Regions from separate parts of the Gossypium hirsutum genome. Here region 1 is linked to region 2. The links are chromatin contacts, called in public Hi-C maps. All regions are on one chromosome and are shown on one strand. Each heading gives the region's core, a stretch centred on a gene start, on an enhancer-like site or on the middle of the called end of the contact. The rest is flanking DNA. Distances are from core to core; before and after follow the strand shown. Region 1 holds the start of LOC107928158 (chaperone protein dnaJ 10). Region 2 has its middle 4.9 kb from the start of LOC107928097.

Region 1 (3,946 bases), core at 546-3,045, 49 kb before region 2:
GGGATTTAGCCTGGACTGGCAATCCCTACAATACTCTATGAGTTTATATTGCAGGGGATTTAGCCTGGACTGGTAATCCCGCTGCAAGGTTGAGGTTCGCGGGAGTGTGCTCTCTAAAATGGAAATGTGCGCACATGAATATGAATTGACAGACCCGAAATTGTACACTAAAAGTGTACCTCTGAAAATCCATCGAAAATTCCAAGAAATTCAATGGGATAAATATAGAAAAATAACAAGGAAATGAAAATCATGGTATTGACGAGCTCATCAATCATAGTATATATTATTGGTACATGGAAATTATTGTACTAACTTGAATGTTGAGTTTGTGCATATTAGGGTAATAATGCATTGAATGGATATATGGATGTTTATTGTATTGTATTGAAATATTAGGTAAGTATAATTCTTGTTACATGAGCTTACTAAGCACAAAGTGCTTACCCCGTTTCCTTTTTCCCTGTTTTGTAGTGTTAAGAGCTCAGAGGTCGGATTTGGTCGGAGACACATCACACTGTCAACCTTAGGATTTCGGTATATAAAGAAACTTTATTTTGGAAATCAAAGGCATGTATAAGCTAACAAAGTAAATGTTAACGTGAAATGAATGTAAAGTTAGCCATTAGTATGGTTAACAAACCTGGTTATAGATATGTGATGACGTTATCTTATATAAATGCATGAATCTATCATGAAAATATGTTGAATTGATTTGGTTGATGTGGATTGGTCTCGATTTAATATTACAGGGAAGGTTAGATATTTATAAAAGGGCTATATTGAATATAAAAAAAAATTAATTCGTAAACTCCGGTAATGCCTCGTACCCTATTCCGGCAATGAATACGGGTAGGGGTATTACAGGCGAGATAGCTTCACACCGATGGTGGCAACAAAGAGTCGAGTGGCTGTTTTCCACACATCACATGTCGTTCGAGCCTCTGTAAAAGAAGATAAGAGGGAGGGATTAATGGTAGAAAGCAACTAAGAGGCAAGTAACCTGTCTTGTTGAACAAACGCGGAGGCATCCGGATTTGGAACTAAAGTGCCCTCCGGAGACTGCACAAAACGCAACGGAATAGGTAACTTGCCATCCAAAAATCCGGTTAACTCGTATCTTACGATAATCAACCTAACATGCTGTTGCCATTGAACGAACGTGCCATCATTGAGCTTGACAGTCTCATAACGAGGGAAAGTCTGGACAAGCCGAGCACCAATGAAGGCCGGACAGCCATGCTCAACGGAGGCAGAGTCAGCAGCCGCGTTGGTGGTCATGGAAACAGGTCTCCAGTACATTAGGCGACTGATACCATGTTGAAAGCTACGATGAATTAAGAATTTGTTGTAAATTAAAAGAATAAAACTATACTGAAAACTGAATAGAAAGAAAACTATACTGAATATTGAAAAGAGTATTTCTGTATTTGGACTTCTAATCTACCTTTGTACAATATGACTATAATATTTATAGAACATATGAATAACTGCTTCTTGCTAACAGCTTAACTGCTTGAATAAAAAATTACAACTAATAGGATATCTTAACAGCAGAGTAACTCTTTAACACTAACATAATGATGTCTACCCTTGTTTCCAATTGTAGAACTGCTATAGCCAGGTTGGAGCAAAAGACGATGAAACACATTTTTAGAGAGGACAATAGATGTGAGGATGTTCCCTCATATGGGGAGTAATTTTCAAGCCACCAATTCTCGGATTTTATTTTCGAGCATGATATTTTATGTATTTATGATGCACCTCCTATCGGTCTTTCCCCTCTTTTGATGGTTGATGACTATGGGGAACATTTGTATCGAACTATTACTTAATTTTTATTTATGAAATGTTCCTGCTTTCGAGAAAAAAAACTTAGATGAGAAGTTTTCTAAAGTTCATAGCCAGCTTGTGATGAGTTTCTAACATGGGCACGGCCAAGGTACGCGTGCATGGCTGGTTGAGCTGGCTCTTGGAAGCTTCCTTTCAAGATTCTCTTTCCACCAGAAATGAAAAGAGAGAAAGTACAACGTTGCTGCCCTGTCCATTTCGATATGGCATTTTCACAAACATTTACTTAGCACACCAAGCAATGTGGTTCCGTCCGACAAAATGAGACGTTGTTGCTTATATTTTATTGGCCAACGCGTTCATACACGTGTAATAATCAAAGCCTCATTGATGGACCCATCACGTCGCCTAATCTTCTGCATATATATCTTAAGTTTGTGTTTAGGTTATTTTCTTTTCTTGGGTCGGTGAGTGACTGATTTCCATTTAGTTTATATCGATCTTTCGTTTCCCTAGCCAGTTCATCTTCACTTTCCTTAACATGTAAGTTGAATCTTCTTCTTTTTGCTTTTGTTTTTTCTTGTTAAATATGAGTTTACAATGCTTATTTTCAGCAGGAATTTGCTTATTCTTCAGTTCCCATCATTTGTTGTTACTTTAATTTAGAGATCTGAATTTATTCTTATGTCATCCATGGTCATAGTTAGAATTCAAAATTTCAAAACAATATTCCCTTTTCTTGGTTTTAGCATTGAAAGATTCCTTTATTTTTCATAATTCGTGGATACCCATTTTGTTTATACAACTATAAACTTTTCTGATTTTGAGAAATTTGTCATTAGCTTTTTCTTGCTTTCTTTTTTGTTCATAATGAAGCTAATTAGTTGTATTCGGCTACCTAATTCTAAAGCTAAAAGCTGTTCCAAGAGAATAACAATGGTAAAAGACACTGCATATTATGACGTACTGGGTGTCAACGTTGATGCATCCGCAGCTGAAATCAAGAAGGCTTATTACCTCAAAGTAAGCTTCTAATTTCATCTTCATCTTGTTTAGACTTTTGGTCTATTTGAAATATGTACAGTTCCAGAAACACATATGAGATGCTGCTGTACTTTTATGGGAATTAGGGTTGGATTTGTACTTTAATGGATGTGTGTTGAAACTATAGCAAGAATAAGAGATTTGGGTGATGAAATATGTTATGTATTATTATATGATTCGTATGCGGTATTTTTCAGGCAAGGCTCGTTCACCCTGATAAAAATCCTGGAGATCCAAAAGCTGCTGAAAATTTTCAGGTAAGCTCCCTGATTTAACATTTTTTGAAAATTTTCCAACTTATTATTATTGTACCTACTTTAAAGCAGTATTTCTATTGAATTTGCCCTTTCATGTTTCTCAAACTGCTCAAATTGAAAGCCATGGTCACGAAAACTTATTTTTCATCTTCATTTCCTATAATGTATTTTGTACTTATCTTAGGCACTTGGTGAGGCTTATCAAGTTCTAAGTGATCCTGAAAAGCGTGAAGCATACGACAAACATGGAAAGGCAGGAGTACAACCGTAAGTTCTCTTTTTTTGAGTATGATTTTTAAACTTTCGTTTTTAGGACAAAAAAATTTACTAGAAAGTGACATTCATCAAGTTTACAAGCAAGTGGTATGCTTTATTAACTTCTTAATTATTAATTAGTTTACTTTTTCTTGTTAAAGGGACTCCATGTTGGATCCTTCAGCTGTGTTTGGGATGCTTTTTGGGAGTGAATTCTTTGAAGAATACGTTGGCCAACTAGCACTGGCTTCTTTGGCAACCGTTGAAACTGAAATTGATGATGATTCACTTGATAAGGATGCTCGAATGCAGAAACTTCAGGAAAAGATGAAAGTGAAACCTTATTTATAAGTTTTTTTTCTCCTTTAAATGTTTGTCTTTTCAGTTTTACTTATTTTCTTTTTCCCTTTTTCACCATGCAGACAGTTCAGAAAGAAAGGGAAGAAAAGCTCATCACATTACTGAAAAATCGCCTCGAGCCATTTGTTGAAGGTCAAACTGATGAATTCATTAATTGGGCAAATTCAGAAGCACGGCAACTTTCAAAAGCTGGTAAGCTTTTTTATATTCTCCTAATTTAATAATATTGGAAAGGTTAT
Region 2 (3,854 bases), core at 12-2,511:
TACTTTCTAATTGAAAAAATGTGCGATAACGGTTCTGCTAGTGATCTCTGTGATGTCGGTGATCGGAATACCAAAAAAGTACGTTTTAAGGAAGCTGGTGTTGTTGATGAAACTATTATGGTGGTGGATTCTGAACAACAACCGAAGATGTCGTTTAAAGACAAACTCTTGAGCAGAGAGTGGCCTTCTCTGATGGGAATCCTGCAAGGAATCTTGGAAGAAATGAAGGCGACTTAGAAATTCTGGATGGTGACATGAATACCTCAATGGTTAATGGGATTCCGGCAATTGCTTTTTCGGAATGCATCAAAGATATTCTCTTTAAAGAAATGGAATCAACGGTTATTTTTAAACTACTCGGGCGAAACATTGGTTATAACGTGCTTTATAACCGTTTACTTAACCTATGGAAACCTGCGAATTCTTTTCATCTAATGGATATTACCAATGGTTATTTTTTTGTTAAGTTTCAGGACATGGAGGATTATAACAAAGTTTTAACTCAAGGGCCGTGGATAATTTTCGAGCAATACCTCATTGTTCAGCCTGGGACGAGAAAGTTCAACCCAGCGCAGCTTTACCCCAGCGTGGTGCTGGCTTGGATCCGTCTGCCGGGGCTTCCGGGTTATCTGTACAAAAGGCTAATTATTGAAGTAATTGGGGGTTTAGTCGGAAAAGTTGTCAAATTATATTTCCAAACTGATAATAGCACAAGGGGGAAGTTTGCCCAATTGGCAGTGTTTGTTAATCTTGACGAACCTCTTATCTCAAAGGTTTTGGTCGATGGTGATATCCAACGGGTAGAATATAAATCCTTCCCGACGGTTTGTTTCAGCTGTGGACGATATGGGCACGTCAAAGAGTTGTGTTCGTGGACGGGAGTGGTGCGGCTTTGGAAAGGCCGAAGATGATTTTGGATAGTATGGAGGCCCCAACGGTGAAGACTTCTGGTGGAACGGTCGATGAGGGCGGAGAAGGAAAGAACAATGATTTCGGACCATGGATGTTAGTTGAGAAGAAATCACGAAGGGGATCACGTGATTTTAGGGCTAACGAGACTGCAAAATTAGGCAAAGATCCGTTGGGATCTAGGTTCACGCCTTTAATTGAGAGAAACATTTTAGGCGGTGGTCTTGATGAAGCTGTTGGGGGTTCTGGAAGTGGGAAGGATAGAAGACACGTTGAACTAGGGGGTAATCTTAAGGAGAATAGGGTTGTTAGGCCTTCGGGTGATTTAGAGGAGGTGGGTCGCAGGGCTGAGGAGGGCTCTATGGATGTGGTCAGACCTGTTTTGGGCTCGAGGGTGAGTGGTATGGCTGCTGCTGGAGCAGGTCTGGGCAATGGGGATAGTGGGTCTAAGTTAGTGGGAAAAAGGCCTATGGGGTTTGGTGATTTTTCGCAAAAAGACAAAGACCAATTCTGTAATTCTACTAATTCTACTTCTCTGGTATCGCCTACAGGGTCTATAAATTTAAAGTTGGGAGCGGCGCATGCTGACGAGCTGCTAGATGGATCGATTAGTGGGCCAAGTAGGGAGCAGGCTAGGCTAAACGTTCCTTTAAATTCTAATGGGTCATTTTTTAATGGTTTGGATAGTTCATTTCCTAATGGGCATAATATTTTTTAAAAAAATCAATTTGCGGATAACACTTCTTCTAAAGTTGTTTTTGAGCAAGAAATAGAAAAGGAGCATTCGGGTCTCCCAGAATTTAGGAAGGAGAATTTGGTTCTTAATAACCCCATGTTCGAAGGTTCTAATGAATTGGTGGTCGACCTGGACGCTAATTTTTTAAACCCGAAGCATCATTCGGCGGTTATTATTAAAGATAAAAATTTGGATAAAGCGCCTAAAGGTAATGAGAAAAATATTTTAATTGGTTCTAATAAATCTTTTTCTGTTTCCAGAGGACGAGGTTCGGAGAATAAAGTTGGGAATAATCGTGGGGGAGCTTCGTTTAATCGTTCTTTTAAAGACAAAGGCGGTAGATTAAAAAATGCAAAAATTTCTCGAATCCCATTATCAGATACTATAAGCTCCATGGTCAATATTGTTAATTCACAAGGTGGGCCTGGATCAGATGTTATTGGAGAGCGTGCTGAAAGACAGTCTGGTGGTTCTGAATCCACACCTGCATAAGTTGGCGGTAATACTGTTATTTCTTTTATTTTGGTATCTATGAATTTTACTATTTTTTGTTGAAATTATCAAGGTTGTGCCAGCTTGAAATTCCTTCGCATCTTCTTGGAGTATAATAGGGAGCATAAGCTTGATTTGGTTGGTCTTTTAGAAATAAGGGTAAGTGGACCCAAAGCTAATTCTATTATTGCTAAGCTCGGCTTTGAGTTTTCACATCGAGTGGAGGCTGTGGGTTTCTTGGGTGGTATTTGGATTGGTTGGAAGGACTCCATTTCTATTGATATCTTGGGGAATCATCTCCAATTTATTTTTCTTAGAGTCTCTGGGAAGTTTTATCGGCAACCGATTTTGGTCACTTTTGTAAACGGCAGTCCTAATGGTCAGAAGCGAAAGCAATTATGGGAGGCTCTTAAATATACTGTGCCGGTGGATGGGTCTCCGTGGTTGGCAATTGGTGATTTCAATGCTATTCTAGCGTCATGCGAAAAAAGAGGTGGTCGAACTATTGGGAAACGATGTGTTCTCTTTAGTGAGTTCATAGATTCTATGGGTTTGTATGATCTGGGTTTTAGTGGGCCTAATTTTACTTGGAAAAGAGGGGGAGTTTTTGAGAGACTTGACAGAGCAATTTGTAATGATGCTTGGGGTCTGAAGTTTCCTTCGTCCAAAGTTCTACATCTCCAAAAGCTTAAATCAGATCACAGACCACTAAAATTATCCCTTATGCTGATTGTTCAGCCTTCTTCTATAAGACTTTTTCGGTTTTTAGCTGGTTGGGTGGAGCATCCGGGGTTTTCTAAGTTTGTTAAGGAGAATTGGAAGTTCATAGGAGATATGTCACTAACTCATGCGACTTTCACTGATCGAGTGAAATTATGGAATAAGGAGGTTTATGGTCACATTATGCATCGGAAGTATCTTTTGAAGAAAAAGCTAGATAATGTTCAAAAGGCAATTGATCGAAGAAACTCGAACTTTTTGAATCAAGTTGAGCTTGAAATCCGAAAAGAGCTAGAGTCAGTATTACATCATGAAGAGCTTCTTTGGCGACAGAAGGCTAGGTGTGATTGGTTAGTTTTTGGTGATCGTAACACAAGGTTTTTTCATAAGCGAACCTTACAAAGAAGAAAGCACAATCGGATTTTAGCACTGAAGAATCAAGCAGGGGAGTGGATCACGGATGAAGATGCTTTGCAACAAGAAGCGGTTAACTTCTACAGGAATCTTTATGGGGAGCAACCTATTAATACGAGCAATCTTAGGTGTGGTGCTTTTCCGCCTCTAGATCAAGAGGACATCTAGTTCCTTAGTAGGCCTGTTACCGATGAGGAGATTAAAAAGGCTCTTTTTGGTATGGGGCCTTTAAAAGCCCCAAGTAGTGATGGTGTGCACGCTATTTTCTATCAGAGTCAGTGGGATTTGGTGGGCCCCTCGGTTTGTGATTGGGTTAAAAGAATTTTTTCTGGAGAAAAGATTGATTCTGACCTTAATAATTCCCTTATTGTCCTTATTCCTAAAGTACAACATCCTGAATGTTTCTCGCAATTTCGGCCATTTAGCCTTTGTTCAGTCCTTTACAAGCTTGTGATGAAAGTCATTGCTAACAGGTTTAAAATGGTCTTTCCAAAGATCATAGGTCCTGAACAAGCAGGGTTTGTCACTGGAAGGAACATATATGATAATATCATCATTACCCAAGAAGTCATTCACTCTGTGA

The links. A called contact is a pair of places that touch in the nucleus more often than the background predicts.
Region 1: a contact with region 2 is called in a Hi-C map of leaf, with 2.1 times the contacts expected there. The contact joins the promoter of LOC107928158 here to the enhancer-like site in region 2. A contact is called at or near these places in 7 of 34 Hi-C or Micro-C datasets (anther, callus, leaf and 1 more).

Annotation. Positions count from the first base shown.
Region 1 is chrA12:7,819,523-7,823,468 of Gossypium_hirsutum_v2.1, reverse strand. It overlaps LOC107928158 (chaperone protein dnaJ 10), which reads left to right and starts at 1,795. Exons shown (of 10, transcript XM_041082613.1): 1 at 1,795-2,334; 2 at 2,702-2,814; 3 at 3,033-3,092; 4 at 3,277-3,359; 5 at 3,509-3,680; 6 at 3,770-3,899. The coding sequence starts at 2,728.
Region 2 is chrA12:7,769,823-7,773,676 of Gossypium_hirsutum_v2.1, reverse strand. No RefSeq gene overlaps it. Among protein-coding and RNA genes, the nearest start is that of LOC107928097, 4.9 kb to the right of the region's middle. Within about 2 kb of position 1,261, at least 9 of the 9 cell types and tissues checked have an H3K27ac peak or open chromatin away from gene starts, as enhancers often do. A contact at or near this core is called in leaf, where this site is marked.